Regions from separate parts of the Rattus norvegicus genome. Here region 1 is linked to region 2. Evidence: chromatin contacts called from public Hi-C data. All regions are on one chromosome and are shown on one strand. The core of a region is the stretch at or near the end of the contact, and the rest is flanking DNA. Distances in the headings are between cores, read along the strand shown.

The links. Hi-C and Micro-C count contacts between places; a contact is called where the count stands out from the background.
Region 1: a contact with region 2 is called in a Hi-C map of kidney, with 1.5 times the contacts expected there. The contact joins the enhancer-like site here to the promoter of Mbnl2 in region 2. A contact is called at or near these places in 4 of 12 Hi-C or Micro-C datasets (the A7r5 cell line, kidney, liver and 1 more).

What each region holds. Positions count from the first base shown.
Region 1 is chr15:103,850,997-103,854,616 of GRCr8, reverse strand. All of the region lies in intron 2 of Mbnl2 (muscleblind-like splicing regulator 2), which reads right to left. Among named protein-coding and RNA genes, the nearest start is that of Mbnl2, 61 kb to the right of the region's middle. Within about 2 kb of position 1,611, at least 33 of the 93 cell types and tissues checked have an H3K27ac peak or open chromatin away from gene starts, as enhancers often do. A contact at or near this core is called in kidney, where this site is marked.
Region 2 is chr15:103,790,688-103,794,613 of GRCr8, reverse strand. It overlaps Mbnl2 (muscleblind-like splicing regulator 2), which reads right to left and starts at 2,426. Exons shown (of 9, transcript NM_001111064.2): 1 at 2,228-2,426.

The sequences.
Region 1 (3,620 bases), core at 362-2,861, 61 kb before region 2:
ATTGGCTGAGCCTGGGCTCCCTTTTGTTTTAGTGGGTGCGCTTAGAAGGAATAGCAAGTGCTAAGGTTTGCTTATGTTTGCAAATCAAACAAAGCCAAGGTCACAGGGAGGGTGGATGGTGTGTCTGCTCAGCAGCTCTCCTGGCCTGGTGTCTATTTCAACCTGTTCTGATCTTGTGTTGGGCTAGGCTGTCATTGTTTCTCCAGAACAATCGCAACTCTGAGAATAAGGTCCCCAGCTTTCGTTCAGGAACCCAATACCACGCTTGTGGCTCTTCGGAGGGCCTAAATGATTGTTCACAGAACGTTTAAACGAATACAGGTGTCTAATTCTCCAGGAAGTGAAGTTTCTTTGTTCCTGGCTTCACATTCCAGTTAGAACACACTGGTTGGACTGGAATTCCTCATTAAGAAGGCCGTTTATTACCCAGCATTTTCCAGATGTTGTGGCTTCTGTAAAAAGCCGGATTCCCAATGGGAATGAAAGCAGGGCTCCGTGAATTAGCAGTCTCCAATGGAGCCTGCAGATGATTAATTTTAGATTCCGAGCATCTGGGTCAGAACTGAGTTTCGCGGCAGGTGTGGAAACGATCTCTTTGGTATCATTAATGATTTTCCTAAGGGCTAGGAGCGCCTGAAATACGCCTTCATATGAGATTTGAGCCTGAATTGGATAGATACTTAAGAACAACTTACATATATTGCATTCACCATGGGAGAGCTTCCTATTTTGAAAATGATGATAAATGTATCTTTTGAGTAGGGTGCACCCGTGTACATTGAAGGCCTGAGGTTAACACAAAGTAACATTTCTCAGTCATTGTTTGGCCTTATTCATTGATTTAATTTGATTTAATTTAATTTAATTTAATTTGAGACTAGGACTTTGTAGTCAGTCAGTCTAGTGAACGAGCGCCTGTCCAAAAATAAATTAAGCATTCCTGTTTCCACCAACCTGGTGTTAGAATCATACATGTTTATCACACCTGACTTTTACATGATTGATGGGAATACCTCAGACCTTCCTTCATGTTCAGGAAGCACTTCGCCCACTGGACCGTCTTCCCAGCGCTGGGTTATTCATGTGTCTTGAGCAGCTAATAACACTTTCAGTCAAAAAGCCAGATGCACTATTCTGGTTTTTAAAAGAAATGCCCTGGGAAGATGATAATACTTTAAACGAAATGAAAACATGTGGAGAGTTGACTCTTTGGCCTTAATGAGGTTAAGGCCTTGGAAGTATTTTCTAATCCTTCACCCCGCGTGCTGTAAGGCTTAATCCTCAGCATGGGTATTCGGCCTCAGGCTGTGAGAAAAAAACGGTCTTGTCAGTCACAGCACTAAAATTCTAGTTGGTGGGGCAGGGTGGCCACCCTAAGTGTGACTACAAAGAAACAGGCTGACACCTTCTCTCTCTCCCCGCTTGGGAATCTCAGAAAGGTCAGCTCTCAGGGGGAGGAGCTGTCCTCAGAGTGTGGTGTTGTTCTTGGTCATGACAGTGCTGAAAGAGTGATACATCTGCACTGTAATCTTTGAGCCGGAAGACACTGAATCAATCCAAGTGGAAAGAATATGCTACTTAGCATTAATAGGGTCAGTTCCTGGGGAGACTGTAGGACAGGTTAAGTTCACTGCTGACGTAGCCCCAGCCAAGCAACCCTGACTCCAGGACTGTGCTCTAGGACTGTGCCCCTTGGCATGGTAGACACTTGGCATTGTCGGACAACTGCCTTAGGTTTCCTGAGCGTTTGTTCCAGTATTCAGGGACAAACACATCCCATGTTTCAGGGTCTCTGTAGTGAAGGTAGGGGGTGCCTCCCATTCTAAAGTGGAAATCTGGGAGTGCCTCCCATTCTAAAATGGAAATGTACTGGCTCGACGGGTCACCCTCTCCTTATTTACTAACAGGAACCTTCCTGAGGGATTTCTAAAGACCTCTCAGGTAACACAGAGTCTAACAATGATTTTTTTTTTAAATTAACAGAACACTTCTAGCATGTGTGACACACAGAAGAGAGCTTATGGTGTATGCATTTCATGGCAGGACGAACAGAGGGGCAGATCCTGGCCTTTGAATTCATGGAGCAGTGCTCTTTACTAAGAGCTGGGCATGGTGTCTGCCCCAGCAGGGCACTAAAAAGAAAGAGCAATGTCATGCAAAGATGATGGCTCCACAGAAAAAAAAAGAGAGAATTAAAGTAATCTGGAAAAGGAGAAGGAGACCCCCCCCCCCCCCAGTAATCGGGAAAGCAAGGAGAAGGAAAGAAAAACCTCAGAATTAAAAAAGTAATGATAACTTTTGAATTGAATGAATCTAACATCACGGAAAAACGTAGGTCAGTGTTCTAGGTTTAGAAGGACTGGTAAAAAAGAAAAAAATAAACAAAACAAACAACAAACAACAAACATGATCAAATGCCAGTCTTGGTCTGTAACGTTCAGTTTGTATAACAATACAGATGCCCCACTGGTGACCCAAAACACCACTCACTGCCTCCTCTCCACCGGTGCATGTGTGTGTGTGTGTGTGTGTGTGTGTGTGTGCATGTGTGTATGTGTGTGTGCATTGTGTGTGCATGTGTGTGTGCATGTGTGTGTCTGTGTGTCTCTGTGTGTGTGATTGTGTGTCTGTGTGCGTGTGTGTGTCTGTGTGTGTGCATGTGTCTATGTGTGTGTGTGCATGTGTCTATGTGTGTGTGTGCGTGTGCATGTGTGTCTGTGTGCGTGTGTGTGTCTGTGTGTATGTCTGTGTGTGTGTCTGTGTGTGTGCATGTGTGTATGTGTGTCTGTGTGTCTGTGTGTCTCTGTGTGTGTGACTGTGTGTATGTGTGCGCACGCACACGCACGTGCTTTATTGGGAGTCAAACCTTGAAATTCATGTGTGCTATACATGCACGTCACCACTGAGCCACAAACCTAGCCCACTCTGTTCATTTTAGTAGCTTTCAAATGGCACTTGAGGCAAGCCTCCATGTATCCTTCCTGTTGGAACAGCCACAACCACTGAACAGGACGTACAAATGCCTACTGGGATGTAAACCAAGGAGCCATATTTGTGCAGAACCTGTAGTGCTGATATTTACTATAGAATACAGGGATGCTGAGAAACAGGGAGCCAGAAAGGCCATACACATTTTATCAGAGCAGCTGTTAAGTTTAAAACTTTGGGATATATTTCTTTATGTTCTGCACCCAATGGCTGCCAGGTGTTGGGATAGAAGAATGAGATCCTACCTCATGACTCCTCACCCTCATGGAGAAAAACAGGCAACAGACAAACAGAAAGCACCAACCACTTCAGGATAATCTCTGTGTTTCTGTGAGCAGGGCTGTGCTGTTCCAGTTAATGCTAGGCTAAAGTGAAGAACCAGGCAACAGCTGCCTGGATGAAGACCATCCCAGGGGAAAAGAAGAGCTGACAGAAAGGTCTTGCCGGGCAAACACACTCTCTGCGATCGCAGAGTCTACTCACCGGGGCCAGATAGACAACAGAGTCCAGATCACCATGGATTTCAAGGGGCTTCAGACGTCAGAATGAAACAGGCTATGACTGAAGCGTGTTACAGTAAATGAGTGTCGGAGGCAGAAGCGAGACCCCCGGCGGCAATTACAGTACAGGCT
Region 2 (3,926 bases), core at 1,177-3,676:
TGTACTTCACCCGGCATTGTCCCAGGAGACAAACAACTTTTGTTACTGTTGTTTGTACAAAACAGGTCCCTAGAATTCTAGGAGAGAACGTGTAAGAAGTATTACTTGTTCCAAGAAGATAAAGAAACTGAGGTAGGCACTTGCCCAAGGCCACACTAAGTGGTGCGGGAGGCCAGCTGGTAGGTAGTAGGGACTCCTGAACCGCAGTGTGCTCTAACCCAAATTCTTTCTTTAGAAGGAACCTCAATAAACACTAACCTTTCTCCCGATCGTACAATCAAGGGTGTTACAAAAGTGCCACCTGTGACACAGGGTTAACAGCAGGCAGTGTTGTATTTTATTTCCTTTGAGCCATCTGCCTTAGGACGAGGTGCTGTATCTATGAAAGCAGCTGTCACCCACCATCCAATCAACCTTGAACTTGGTAGCATATCCCGGGCCTTAGATAATGGTTCCAGGGGAGCTGGGATTGGGTCCCCCTGGGGTGGACCCCCCAGCTGCGCCCCCCTGGCATTGGCCCCCCTGGGATAGGCCACACAGGTAGCCTTGCCAAGCCACGCAGCTAAGAGAGGCCAGAAAGAAAGTGAAATTCAGCTCAGAGGCCAAGGCTTTGCACTGGCCAAGCCAGAGAAGCTGGCAGAAAACCTGGGCAGGCAGGCAGGTAGGAGAAGTTGCCCTATTTGGCCTGTGAAGGGGGATGGATAGGCTGTGAGTTTAAATGGGAAGGCATAACTCAAGTCCTGCCAACTGGGAGTTCGAATGTTCCTGGCCTGGACATAGAGAAATATTCCTCTCCACAAGCTGAATAAAAGAACACACAGCAGAAATAGTTGGGGGATGACGTCAGGAGTTCTGGGCTAGTGTCCTGCACTTCTCCTTGAAAGTAAAAACCGTGGGTCTAGAAGAATCTACGTGGCATTGCCCTTATTTAAATGAACAGTGCTGCTGTCCCTCAGAAGGGAGCAAAAGAGAGGAAGAAACTTCCTCTTACATAGATGGTAAAAATGTCTCTTGTTTAATTTTTGTTCCTCGTTGCTGCCTAAATACACATATGCCCTAACAGACATTTTCCTACTTAATCTTTGTCTTTTAAAGAGACAGTAAGGCCTTTTGAAGACCGTTGGAACATTCACTGGAACATTCACGGAGGTGGCAGTTAGGCAAGTTTTTTTTTTTTTCCCTTCGCTTCAGTGCTTGCTAACTATTCTAAAAATGTTACACATTTATTGTAAACACATGCTTCCAAGGCCTAACAAAAAAGCTCGGTTTCCTCAGGCCTGGCAGAAATTTAAAACGGAAAAGGGCAGAAAGAATCTTTAACACTGAGAGAGCCTTTCCTTCTCCTGGGCCAAGTGTGTTAAAAATAAATCTGCTTCAACCTTTCTAGCCGCTGCTTCTCGGCAAGAAAGTTGATCTGGCTGGGCATAGTGAGAGCCCAGCTTTAAAAGCTAGCCTGCTCTCATTAAATTATTCTGCTGGCTGTGTGTTCTCATTAAAAATGCATACAGATCAGATAATTGCAGTAAGCATTATTAACCCAGCTTTACTTTTGAACATAATGGTCCCACTTTTAAGCTGGAAACAAAGACGGAGGCTGCCAGGAAAAGCAATGTAAACACTGAACTACAGTGCCTAAGACCAGCCAGGAAGCTACCTCACATTCTGCCTCGGTGCTTAAAATGTGCTTTTGAAACTCAATTAAAGCCATTGCCCTGTAGCACCAGGGTGGCCCCCAGTTTCCAAGAAACAGACATATTTTGGTCCCAGGCGTTCAACCGATGATTGTTCACCATGATTTTCTTTTTTTTTTTTTTTTAAATTCTCAATTTCAAGTGTGTTTCCAAAGAACAGGAAACATGTAAACTTTATTCTGTAGCCCACTCTGGCCGTAAAAACCTCGATTATCTTAAGAAAATACTGACCTGGATCTTTCAGAGGATTAAAAAACAATAATAGCAAATGGATCTGCCCCTTAAATAAATAAATAGAAACCTCGGTTTTTATGCCTCACCCTAAACGGGCGGCGTAGATTCCAGCTTTGCCATTTCTTGTTCTCAAATCCGAATGTTACGTAAAACTCCAGGGTTTCCTGCGAGTATTCCGCTCGAATTAGTGGAATCGGTCTCCCTGGCTTCCCTAAGCACACACATGGAATGCAGCATACTGCAGCAAACTCTTTAAACATTAAAAAAAAAAAAAAATGGGGAAGGGGGGTTGTTTCTCCTACCTTGTTTAGCTCTGCTCGTCCTCCCCTTGTACAGTAACCCCAAGAACATCTGGCAGGACCGAGTGGCCGCGGCTTCTCCACCGCATCATGAGGAAGGGGGGTCCATGCAAATAGTTCTCCGTCCCTGTTTATTGTACTCTGCGAGCCGCCGGCCGTGGCTGGAAAATTTTACCTTCAGATGATGAAGCAAAGACAGTCTAAACTCTGTTGCTGTGAGCTGCAGCCCTTCCTTCCCACAGGCCCCGCCCATACGCAGCCGGCCAATCCCCAGCCAGCTCGTCAGCCCTCCTCGTCTGAAACTGGTCCTCATAGGATGACTGACACAGCAACACGGCGCTGGCAGGCTCTGAAAACAGTGCGTCCATACTGATGGAAGAGGGATCTCCCTCTCCGAGGAAAGCAGTCATAGCTCCGAGACAAAGTGGCACATAATTGGCAGAGCACAGAGAGGGGTAGGGTAGCTCAGACAAATACGCTTCGAGACACCCAGCCCGGAGCCGGGAGTTGCATCATAAACACTCCGGGAATCACGAAACTCCTAAGATGGCCAAGGAATCCAATTGGATCCCAAACTGAAAGTCTTATGGCGTTTGAGAAAGCGTATGGATAGAGATGTTCTTATTCATATGTGAGACAATAATTCAGTGTTTGTCATGGAAAGTGATACCTTACGAAACATTTGCATGCAACCACCGTGACTGAGGGAGGCTATAAGCAAGTTGGAGTACACACTGAAGACCATGCTTGAAGCCTCAGCACACAGCTTTTCTGGAGAGCTGTCACTGCAGTGGCCACTTACTGGAACCCATATATTTTCCATCTAAGTTTCCAGAGCACTAGAGACTTCAGTGAGGGGATGCTGAACGACGGAATTGATATCTCTACATTAAGCTTTGAGGCTCTTGGCTGGCACCCACTGGGGGATTAACTGTGTTTTAACCTTCTTAGATGCCATTTGATAAATACTCATACGTTGGCTATCCTGTCCTTAGTGCCGCAATGACTGTGGGAGGGCGTTTACTGCTGAATACACTTGGCACTGACCTAAGGGACATCCTCCATTTTCAGTCTGCAAAGGTTGACCCACAGATGCCAGAGATTCCCCCAAGATAAAGCAAGGGGGAAAAAAAGAAAGAACTGAAACGATTATTTTTTTTCCTCCCCAGTCAACAGCGTTTCTGCATGCTTTGAAAACAAAAAAACAAAAACATACGGCATTTAGAAAACACAATAAGCACACATTTTCCTTCCACAAAACACAACGTTTTGGATCTTAAAAATTAAGTATGATGGTCCCGTGACCAACTCCAGGCAAAAACAAAGACCCTATTCATCTGAAAGAGTGAGCCTAACTCTCTAATTTTTTTTTTTATGAGCAACTGTTTAATGAATGCATCTGGAAGGGAGCATCAGGGCAGGATGTAATGATTTAAGTGTTTTTAAGTTTCATGTTTTCGTTCGTAAAACACAGCATTTCTTGTGACTTGTGGACCGATTCTTCAATAGAATACCTTGTTTTATTCCTCTTGATTTTAATCCTTAATTCTTTTTTTTTTTTTTTTTTTTTTTGGTTCTTTTTTTCGGAGCTGGGGACCGAACCCAGGGCCTTGCGCTTCCTAGGTAAGCGCTCTACCACTGAGCTAAATCCCCAGCCCCTTAATCCTTAATTCTTATTTTTGTTTCTAGTCAGTATTATCAT